Regions from separate parts of the Mus musculus genome. Here region 1 is linked to region 2. Evidence: chromatin contacts called from public ChIA-PET data. All regions are on one chromosome and are shown on one strand. The core of a region is the stretch at or near the end of the contact, and the rest is flanking DNA. Distances in the headings are between cores, read along the strand shown.

Region 1 (4,209 bases), core at 921-3,420, 190 kb before region 2:
TACAAGTTAATAAGTTTAACTAATCCTCCATTTGAAAAAGTGTGATCACTCTCCTGAGTCTGCACTAACTGAGTCACTACTCAACTTTATCTTTTGAAGTGTTCTCCAGACAGGGCTCTGCTCTATGATGTACGCTTTAGTTGTTATCATTCTGTAGCAGATGCTGTCTATGTGTGGTTTGGACGTAGTCTGAAAAAAGATGTAAACATACAGCATTATTTATAGAAAGAGTATTTTGGTAGGACTGTATTTTGCAAAATTCTTTCTGCTGGAGGATGACACACACCTTTGATCCCAGAACTTAGGTGTTAGAGGCATGTGGATGTCTGAGTTTGACTGAAGCCAGTATTGTCTACATGGAGAATTTTAGGCCACCCAGGGCTGCAGAATGAAATTCTGCCTCAAATGATAATTCAGCAAACATCTCTCGACATGGATGTGCCAAAACATTGTGTATGAATTAGAGTGATAGAGTAACTGAACTGTGTCTTCAAGGAATTTCAGACTGTAACTCCCTAAAATGCAGTATGAGAAATGCTCTAGGATTTCCAAGTGCAAAACTTAGGAAGGGAAGTTGACGTGTCTATGAACACTGTCAAGGAGAAGCCACCTGAGAAGAGACTGAACTGGTGGGGAACAGTTCACAAGGTTACCAGGAATAAACTGCGAAGATGTCAGGCTCAGGAAAGAAATGAGTAGAAGGTGGATAGCTTGACAATCCTCAAGAGGGTACACAACTTGAAGACATATTTAAAAACAAAAGCCCTTAGTAACAATAACAGTATCTTAAAAAGTCATAAAGAGTCTACCTTAAAATACCTATATTGCACTTAAGTCGGTATATAAATCTATAATTTTAATGAAGTTTTCCCACCGGGGCTGACAGTCATTGAAGAGCCATAGGCCATCTAACACAACCCAACACTAGACATGAGAAGCCCTCCTTTGCATTGGTTGTCAGAGTTGTCCAAGAGACTCCCAAAACATTAGAAGCTATTGCTATTGCTCTTGGTTGCCCACGGGTGGAAGGTAAGTCCTTATTTCTGAAGACTACCTTTATGACCCTAGAAGGGGCGGTGCAAGCTTCCAAATGAGGGAAGGAACCAACAATCCTACCCAGTATGTCTATGAACCACAACAGTGACTAGCATGACATGATAACCCTAAGGGTACAGCAGTGGCATGCATATCTTAGCAGGAACGAACAGGTCTCTAATTAGATTTAAGACCTGCTAAACAAGAGGGAAATCATGCCTGTACTGGGAACCCTGAAAACTACCCAGGACTAGTGATGTCATGGATCTTGGAGGGAAACATACAACCACCACTTTACTAAACCAGCAGTATACCTAACTACACTTTAAATATTTGTCATATCCACAGGTAAGTATAGTCCTCACCCCTCATCAAGGAAACTTGTCTCTGCAAAATAGAAAAGAACATTACAGAAAACCACAACCAATCAAAATGCAGGGTTGTGGGTCCTACTAGTTTTAACTGATACAACTACAACACAACTCCTACACCTAAGGCTCAGTGATCATTGCAAAAGAGGTCAGAAAGATTTTGATTCAAGAATAGGGCATTGGCTGTGAGATTGTGTCTCCTAGAAATGTCAGAAGCTATACATATGAAGTCTCAACATAGATGGCTAAACATGACTCAAAAAGTCACCAGCAATAGGAATGATAACATGTAAGTAAAAAGCCCCAGGTCTGACAAGAACTACAGGAAACCCAGGAATGCTGAGATCAGGGGAAGAGGTCTTCCCCAGGGAAAACTCCCAAATTGGTAATTCACTTCTAAGTGGTCAGCCTGGGACTGAACAGGTTATAGTATGCATTTAGGAACACACACGTAACAAAAAGAGGCCACATCTAAAAGAGCATGGGGGGGGGGCATTAAGAAGCAAATGGAGGGGGGAAATTCTCTATTATCTCAAAACTTTATTTAAAATCAAAACCTTAAAATCTCTGGCCAAGATGTACATATTTGTGTATGAGTATCCTTTGTCCAGGTGGCTTACCTTGGCTATAGTGCACATAAGGTCAAGAGCGTTTACTGTGTTGTGTACAGGAAGTATTCGTAAGTTACTGCCCAAGAACCTGAAAAGAAAGTGGTTACGTAACTGACTGACTGCTGTTTGCTGTCACAGGCAGCACGAGGAGGGGACAGAGCTCTGCTGTACACATGTTCATTCAGTCACATCCTGCTTTGTGCCTTAGAAGATTTGAGGTGGCTATGTAACCAGGTTTTAGAGCTCACTTTGTTTTGCTTATGTAAAATAGGCAGGCCCCATGTCAACACCAACTCTGGTCACCCTGACTTAAGGAACACCTGTCTGCCCTGTTGGGTTACATATAACAGGTTATAAAGTTTGACTGCCTAAAAGCATTAAGAACTGAAGTAAACAAAACTAAGAAAGACTGGCTGTGCTTTGCTTCCATACCTCTGATGTATCCTGAACATGAGACTCCATTCTTCAGGCCCATGGAGTGGAGCAAATAGAACCAAGAAACTATTTTGGTGAATGTTAATAAACTTCTCAATTTTGGTTACAAATATTTCCTCAGCCGATGTCATACACTCCTTAGCATCCATCAACAAGAATGCAACTCCTAGAAAGGGTGAATATGATGAAGTTACACAGAGCCTCAAGCTCAATAATATCAGGGACCTCAAACAATTTGTATATAACAAAATGGTTTGGATATTTCTTTGACATGCTCTAGAAAACAGAATGACCTGTTCTAAATATTTAAAGGAAAAACATTGGCCAGTAATTTTTTTCTGCCATAAGTCTATTTTAAAAGTTAACCTTTCAAGCCAGGTGTGGTGATACACATCTATAATCTCAGCATATGGAAGCTTGGACAGGAGAACTGTGGTGAGTCCAAGGCCATTCCAGGCTATAGAAACAACCATCCAGGACTACAGAATGAAAACTTTAAAAAGTTTTCATACTAGAATATTTTTTGAAAATATTTTCTGGCTTATTAGAAAAGCTATCCCAAAGGATATAAGTAAACAGCTAAAGGAAGATAGGAGGCACAGGGACAGGTATCCAGGAGGTGCCATGTCCTTCCACAACCACTACCTTACAAGCAAGTGTTCAGCGACTCAGAAGGTTCTGTAATGACTGTCAAAGTGAGAATCAATAAGAGAAAGGGAGTTTAAAGCAAATCTTCAATTATTTCTTATTGAAGAAACCTTCCTCCCTCAGGAGGAGCCGTAACTAACTGAATGTATTCAAACAAGCATATACCTGGTGTCTGAAATGGGACCAACTATCAGAATTGTCTTAAAGGACACTTGAGCTTAGTAATAGCTGTTCAGAAAGTAAAAAGACACGATCAATAGAAAGCTGTGTGTGATTACACAGTGACTGAATGCATTTATACATTTTATATAACCTCTCTGAACATCATTGTCCTCCTCAAGAACATGGAAAGAGTACCTCTTTGTAAACATACAGATGATAACCAAACATACAAGTCACCAAAAATGCTCTTTTTTTTCTGGAGTATTTTCTATTCAACTAGGAGGAATGCTTTGGAGTCTGGATAATTTTCAGCATGCCTTTTTAGATGATTCAGAAATCACCTGCCTTCTAAAATCTCTGCTAGAATGGTAAACCTAACAGAACTATTTGAGATTCTGCGATGGTCTCCCTGTGGCGCAGGCTCGGCATTAGGGTCGCTAGCTTGTGAGTGAGAGGGCACAGACTGATGCCTGCCTTCCTTCATCACTTCTGTCACACCTGTTACTCCCCATGCACAGATGGAGGCTGTCCCTCCATATCACCAGACTTTTTTAGCCTAACTTAACTCCTGAACTTTGTTCATGTCTCATACATAATTTTGTAATTCTAGGAACATTTATTTGTCCCTATAAAGTTCTTCAATATTTATTTTTTCAGTAAATCAAAGTAATAGGAGTATATCATATATTGGTTTGGGTATGTAAATTATGGCCAGAGTAGTACTGTTGGCCTCTGTTAACAACTTATATTTATTGCTAAGCAAGTGGACGTTTCTATTTTTACCTTGGTTCCAAAGCAAGTGCTTTCCCCATCTTCTACCAGACACCATTTAACTGAAGGAACAAATCTATCCCACAGTTGGCACTACATCTGCAGCAAGCACAAAGTGCAACCATTTACTCTTTCAAAAGATAACACACTAAGAGATTATGTCACTACTGAACTGC
Region 2 (4,077 bases), core at 280-2,779:
CATAGTTTTATCCCACAAATAAAAGACAAGGTGCTGTAACTTATTAGGCCACAAATGCTTTATTAGATAAAATTACAATTAATTACAATTTAAAATACTAAATGCAACTTAGATTTTTCCAGTATTGTTTTATGCTTAAAAGTCAAATATAAGAAATACTTTGTAATAAGAACTCTAAAATGAGTTTTAATGTAATGTATTAAAATAACAAATTCTAACCAAAGTAAAAATTCTTTTAAATTTTACAAAATTGTTCCCCTCTATATACTCAGAAATGTGAAAACCAAATCAGCGACTAGCTCTACAAAAAATAAATGAATCAAAACCAAAGGAAAACAGAATCGCTGCCAGCCAGCAGACCCTGACTGTCAACTGCAATTCTTTACGCTGGAGTTTCTGTGAGGTTCTTTTTAATTAAAAAGAACTGAACCTCACAAGAAACATCCCATTAACAATAAAGCACATTTTAGGGAAGAAAGCGCCCTGGGTTCTGCATTTGCTGCTTGGTTAAAATGGAACACCATTGGTGGGGTGGACAGTGATCACATGGCAGCTGTCCAACTAGTAATAGAAAACATGAGTGGCCTGGCTTAATACAACTGACAAACTGCACAAGAAAATGTGGTACTTCCATCTTTTTCTATAGATGATAGGTAATAATATGTAGTTAAAAAACATAAATTAAAAAAAAAAAAAAACTCTCTACAAATTTTGGGGTGAGTGGCTTCTTAATTCAAAGCGACAGTTCAACTCAGAAAGCAGTGTCCAAACAGGACACACTTCACATCGGAGTGACCCAAAGTACAATGGGAACACACTGAGGCCTCCCAAATAATGTTTTCATTAAGAAGTGAAAGCAGCACCCGCAGTTTTTCAATCTCGTACATTTCCTTAGGAGACCTCCCATCAGGCCCAAGTCACATCCTTTCCTTCTTTTATGGAAAGAGTAAGGATTTTATTAAGGATGTTGGCATCCAAAGCATAGGTCCTCCTCTACACATTCTCCGGACGCTACAGGAAAGGCCACCCCCCCACCCCCACCCCCACCACCGCAGCGGTGCCTACGAGCCAGCTAACCTGGTTCAGAATCGCTGCTGTCGGAGGAGCTCGAGTCGCTGCTGCTGCTCGCGGACCCCGAGGAGCTGCTGCTGCTGCTGCTGCCGCTGCTGCTGCTGCTGCTGCCGCTGCCGCTGCCGCTGCTGCTGCTGCTGTCGGTCAGGCGAGACCCACTGGCCAGCTCCGGGGGAGGCGGCGGGGGCGGGGGCGGGGGCGGGGGCGGGGGCGGCTTCTCCACTGCAAAACAGGGAGCGTTAACAGCGGTCATGGCTCACGGGTGGGCGCGGAGAAACCGCCACCTACCTTTTGCTGGACGTTTCGTTTGCCGTTTCCTACAATTCAGCTGATTGTTGACGTCCAGCAACCGCCTCTCCAGCTCCAGCTTTTTTTCAGAATGGAGCTCCTCCTTAGACCTGACAACCTTCTTTGCTGTGAGAGGAGGAGCAACCGTGAGTGCGGGGAGGGGCCTGGAGGTGGGGCGTGGCCTAGAGGCAAGATGGGGCGGGACCTAGGGATGGGGCTGGGCCTGGCCTACCTTGGGGCTTCAGCGACCTCTTCCTCAGACAGGCCAGGACATACTTCTCCAGTTCTCTAAGTGTGGATGCCTTCAGGGTCTCAAAGTCGATCTCGATCTCGTCCGGGTTGGAGTTTCTCAGGGAAGGCTCCCTTGACTGTATTATGTGAACTATTCGACCAAGCTTGTCTCCAGGCAGTTTGTTTATGTCCAAGCTCAGCTGCCTTTTCTCATCGTAGTTCATAGGCTTCGCATTGTCTTCCTCTTCCGATTTCAAAAGCGGCTTCTTCTTCTTTGGTTGACTGTAACAAAATTATATATTGGTTTCATATTTTTAAAACATTTTTGTTGGTGTGGGAATTTCATACAATGTACCCACATCACACAGGCATTCAGTTCATCTTGATCCAGGCCCTCACATAGGCTAACTGTGTGGTCCTTCACTGAGCCTGCCTCCTGGGCAGTCACTCACTGAACATGCTTACTTGATTTTGGCCTTCTCCTTTTGCTTCATTTGCTTAGGCTTTTTCCTTGGGTTTTCATCTCTGTTATTAACCTTTTTCCTTTTTGGCGCCCTTTTGGACTTCTCATTCTTTTTCTTCAGCTTACGTAATGGAACTTGGGACAGAACTTGCAGCTGCTGATGAACAGCATTAAGCTGGGAAAGGAAAAAATAAAAGCCTTTAAACATTTATGTCTCTAAAGCACTAAAGATACTAGAAAAACATGGTACTCCAAAGTCATGCCACCCTTTGTGAAATTCATGTCATGTTCTACTTCCTTCAGGATTTTGCTTCATTTTGGAATTTCAGTGTTTTGAAGGGTATATAAATAAATAAATAATAAACAAACTGTATAGTATAACATAGTATAGTAATAAAAACACTACAGCCCAACATTTCTCAGTATTAAAGTTTCTTTCAAAAGATATATATATCTTACAGGTGGTTGTAAGTAGCCTGGTACACATGCTAAGAACTGAACTCAGGTGCTCTGGAAGACCAGCCAGTGCCAATAACTGCTGAGCCATCTCTCCAGCCCTAGTCTTCAGATATGACCTCAGTAAAAGTTACTATTTTATCACAGAAAGTAGCAAGTGATCTCATTCTAAAATATTCCACATTATACCAAAAATCACTTCAGTAAGAATCAACTACTCAGACTATAAATGCAAATAGCAGAATTGTAAATAATTCCCAGGCATCATGGTGCACACCAACAATCCCAGCACTTGAAAGGCAGAGGCAGAAGGAGCAGAAGTTTATGACAAGCCGGGTACATGAGACCATTTCAAAGAGGAGGAGGAGGAGGAAGAGGAGGAGGAAGAGGAATAAAATGTGGTGGTAGTGGCTCTAGAACTATAGTATACAGATATTTGAGTAGGAAATTTTGAACATGGCAAATATGCCAAAAACTAACTAAAGCTATAGACATTAGGTGATGCAACTAAAGCTATAGATGGCATTAGGTGATCTAAACATAACAGCTGTGACTCTGCAAGCAGTGCACCACTGACTAGCCGCTTGGGAACCATCAACACTTGCGTCATATACGGCCACCTGCTCCTGAAGCTTGGCAAGATGCTGCACTCGTTCATCCTCAGAGTCTTCAGAAGAGGCGTCCCCCGAGGAGGCCTCGCTGCTGCTTTCTCTGCTGAGGGCTTGTGCACTGTTTGTTGTAAGGTGGCATGCATGCATACTCTCAATAGGTTCATCGGGAATCTTGGCAAAATGTAGTTCAAAAACATCCTATAATGCAAAATTAACCTGTTCACATTTTTTGGTTTATTTTGAGACAGAGTTTCACCATGTCCAGGCTGGCCTGGAGTGCACTATGTAGCCCAGACTGCCTTGGAACTTGAAATCCTCCTGCCCACCTCCAGAGTGCTGGGATTGTAGGCATACACCACCTGGTTTGATTTTCTCCATTTCTGATTTAATGCAACAAGAACACCTTTAAAAGTACACATGGCTGGGAGGTGGTGGCTCACATCTTTAATCCCAGCACTTGGAAGGCAGAGGCAGGCGGATTTCTGAGTTCGAGGCCAGCCTGGTCTACAAAGTGAGTTCCAGGACAGCCAGGGCTATACAGAGAAACCCTGTCTCGAAAAACCAAACCAAACAAACAAACAAACAAACAAACAATTACACATGGAGATACCTGGGCAGCCGTCTTTAAGCCACACCAGAAGAAGTGCAGCATGATGATTCTGTCTGCACTTCTGTGCCTCAGCACACTTCTAGGCTATGTCTCTCAGCATGGTCGACCTTTGTAGTTAAGGTCAGCCATGTCATATACAGTTCTACCTTTCAGTGACTCAAGACTGGGCCCTCTCCTGAAGCAGACCAGGGTTCAGTCAGTCCCACTAGGGACCCGTTACCCTCTTCTCACTGACGATTCATCCATTTCTTATGAGAAGTAGGCAGCTTCTTTTTTAAAAGTGTGCTGCTAACGCTTACAACTAAACGGACAACCCTCCACAGTGTAATAAGTAATTTATACAATTT

What was found. ChIA-PET counts read pairs in DNA pulled down with a chosen protein or histone mark.
Region 1: an RNA polymerase II ChIA-PET map of memory CD8 T cells shows a contact between it and region 2, with 13 read pairs. The contact joins two enhancer-like sites. A contact is called at or near these places in 1 of 39 promoter capture datasets (macrophages), 1 of 15 datasets of contacts at CTCF or cohesin (the NIH/3T3 cell line), 3 of 115 datasets of contacts at active chromatin or transcription factors (T-cell acute lymphoblastic leukemia, effector CD8 T cells and memory CD8 T cells) and 2 of 9 other capture datasets (adipose tissue and liver).

What each region holds. Positions count from the first base shown.
Region 1 is chr5:107,544,097-107,548,305 of GRCm38.p6, reverse strand. 1700028K03Rik (RIKEN cDNA 1700028K03 gene) reads right to left here. Exons shown (of 6, transcript NM_182745.3): 4 at 2,450-2,618; 5 at 2,027-2,105; 6 at 1-189. The coding sequence ends at 46. Among named protein-coding and RNA genes, the nearest start is that of 1700028K03Rik, 11 kb to the right of the region's middle. Within about 2 kb of position 2,170, at least 25 of the 459 cell types and tissues checked have an H3K27ac peak or open chromatin away from gene starts, as enhancers often do. A contact at or near this core is called in effector CD8 T cells and memory CD8 T cells, where this site is marked.
Region 2 is chr5:107,356,988-107,361,064 of GRCm38.p6, reverse strand. Brdt (bromodomain, testis-specific) reads right to left here. Exons shown (of 19, transcript NM_054054.2): 9 at 3,130-3,318; 10 at 2,056-2,228; 11 at 1,592-1,872; 12 at 1,360-1,485; 13 at 1,078-1,293. Among named protein-coding and RNA genes, the nearest start is that of Brdt, 28 kb to the right of the region's middle. Within about 2 kb of position 1,529, at least 306 of the 459 cell types and tissues checked have an H3K27ac peak or open chromatin away from gene starts, as enhancers often do. A contact at or near this core is called in effector CD8 T cells and memory CD8 T cells, where this site is marked.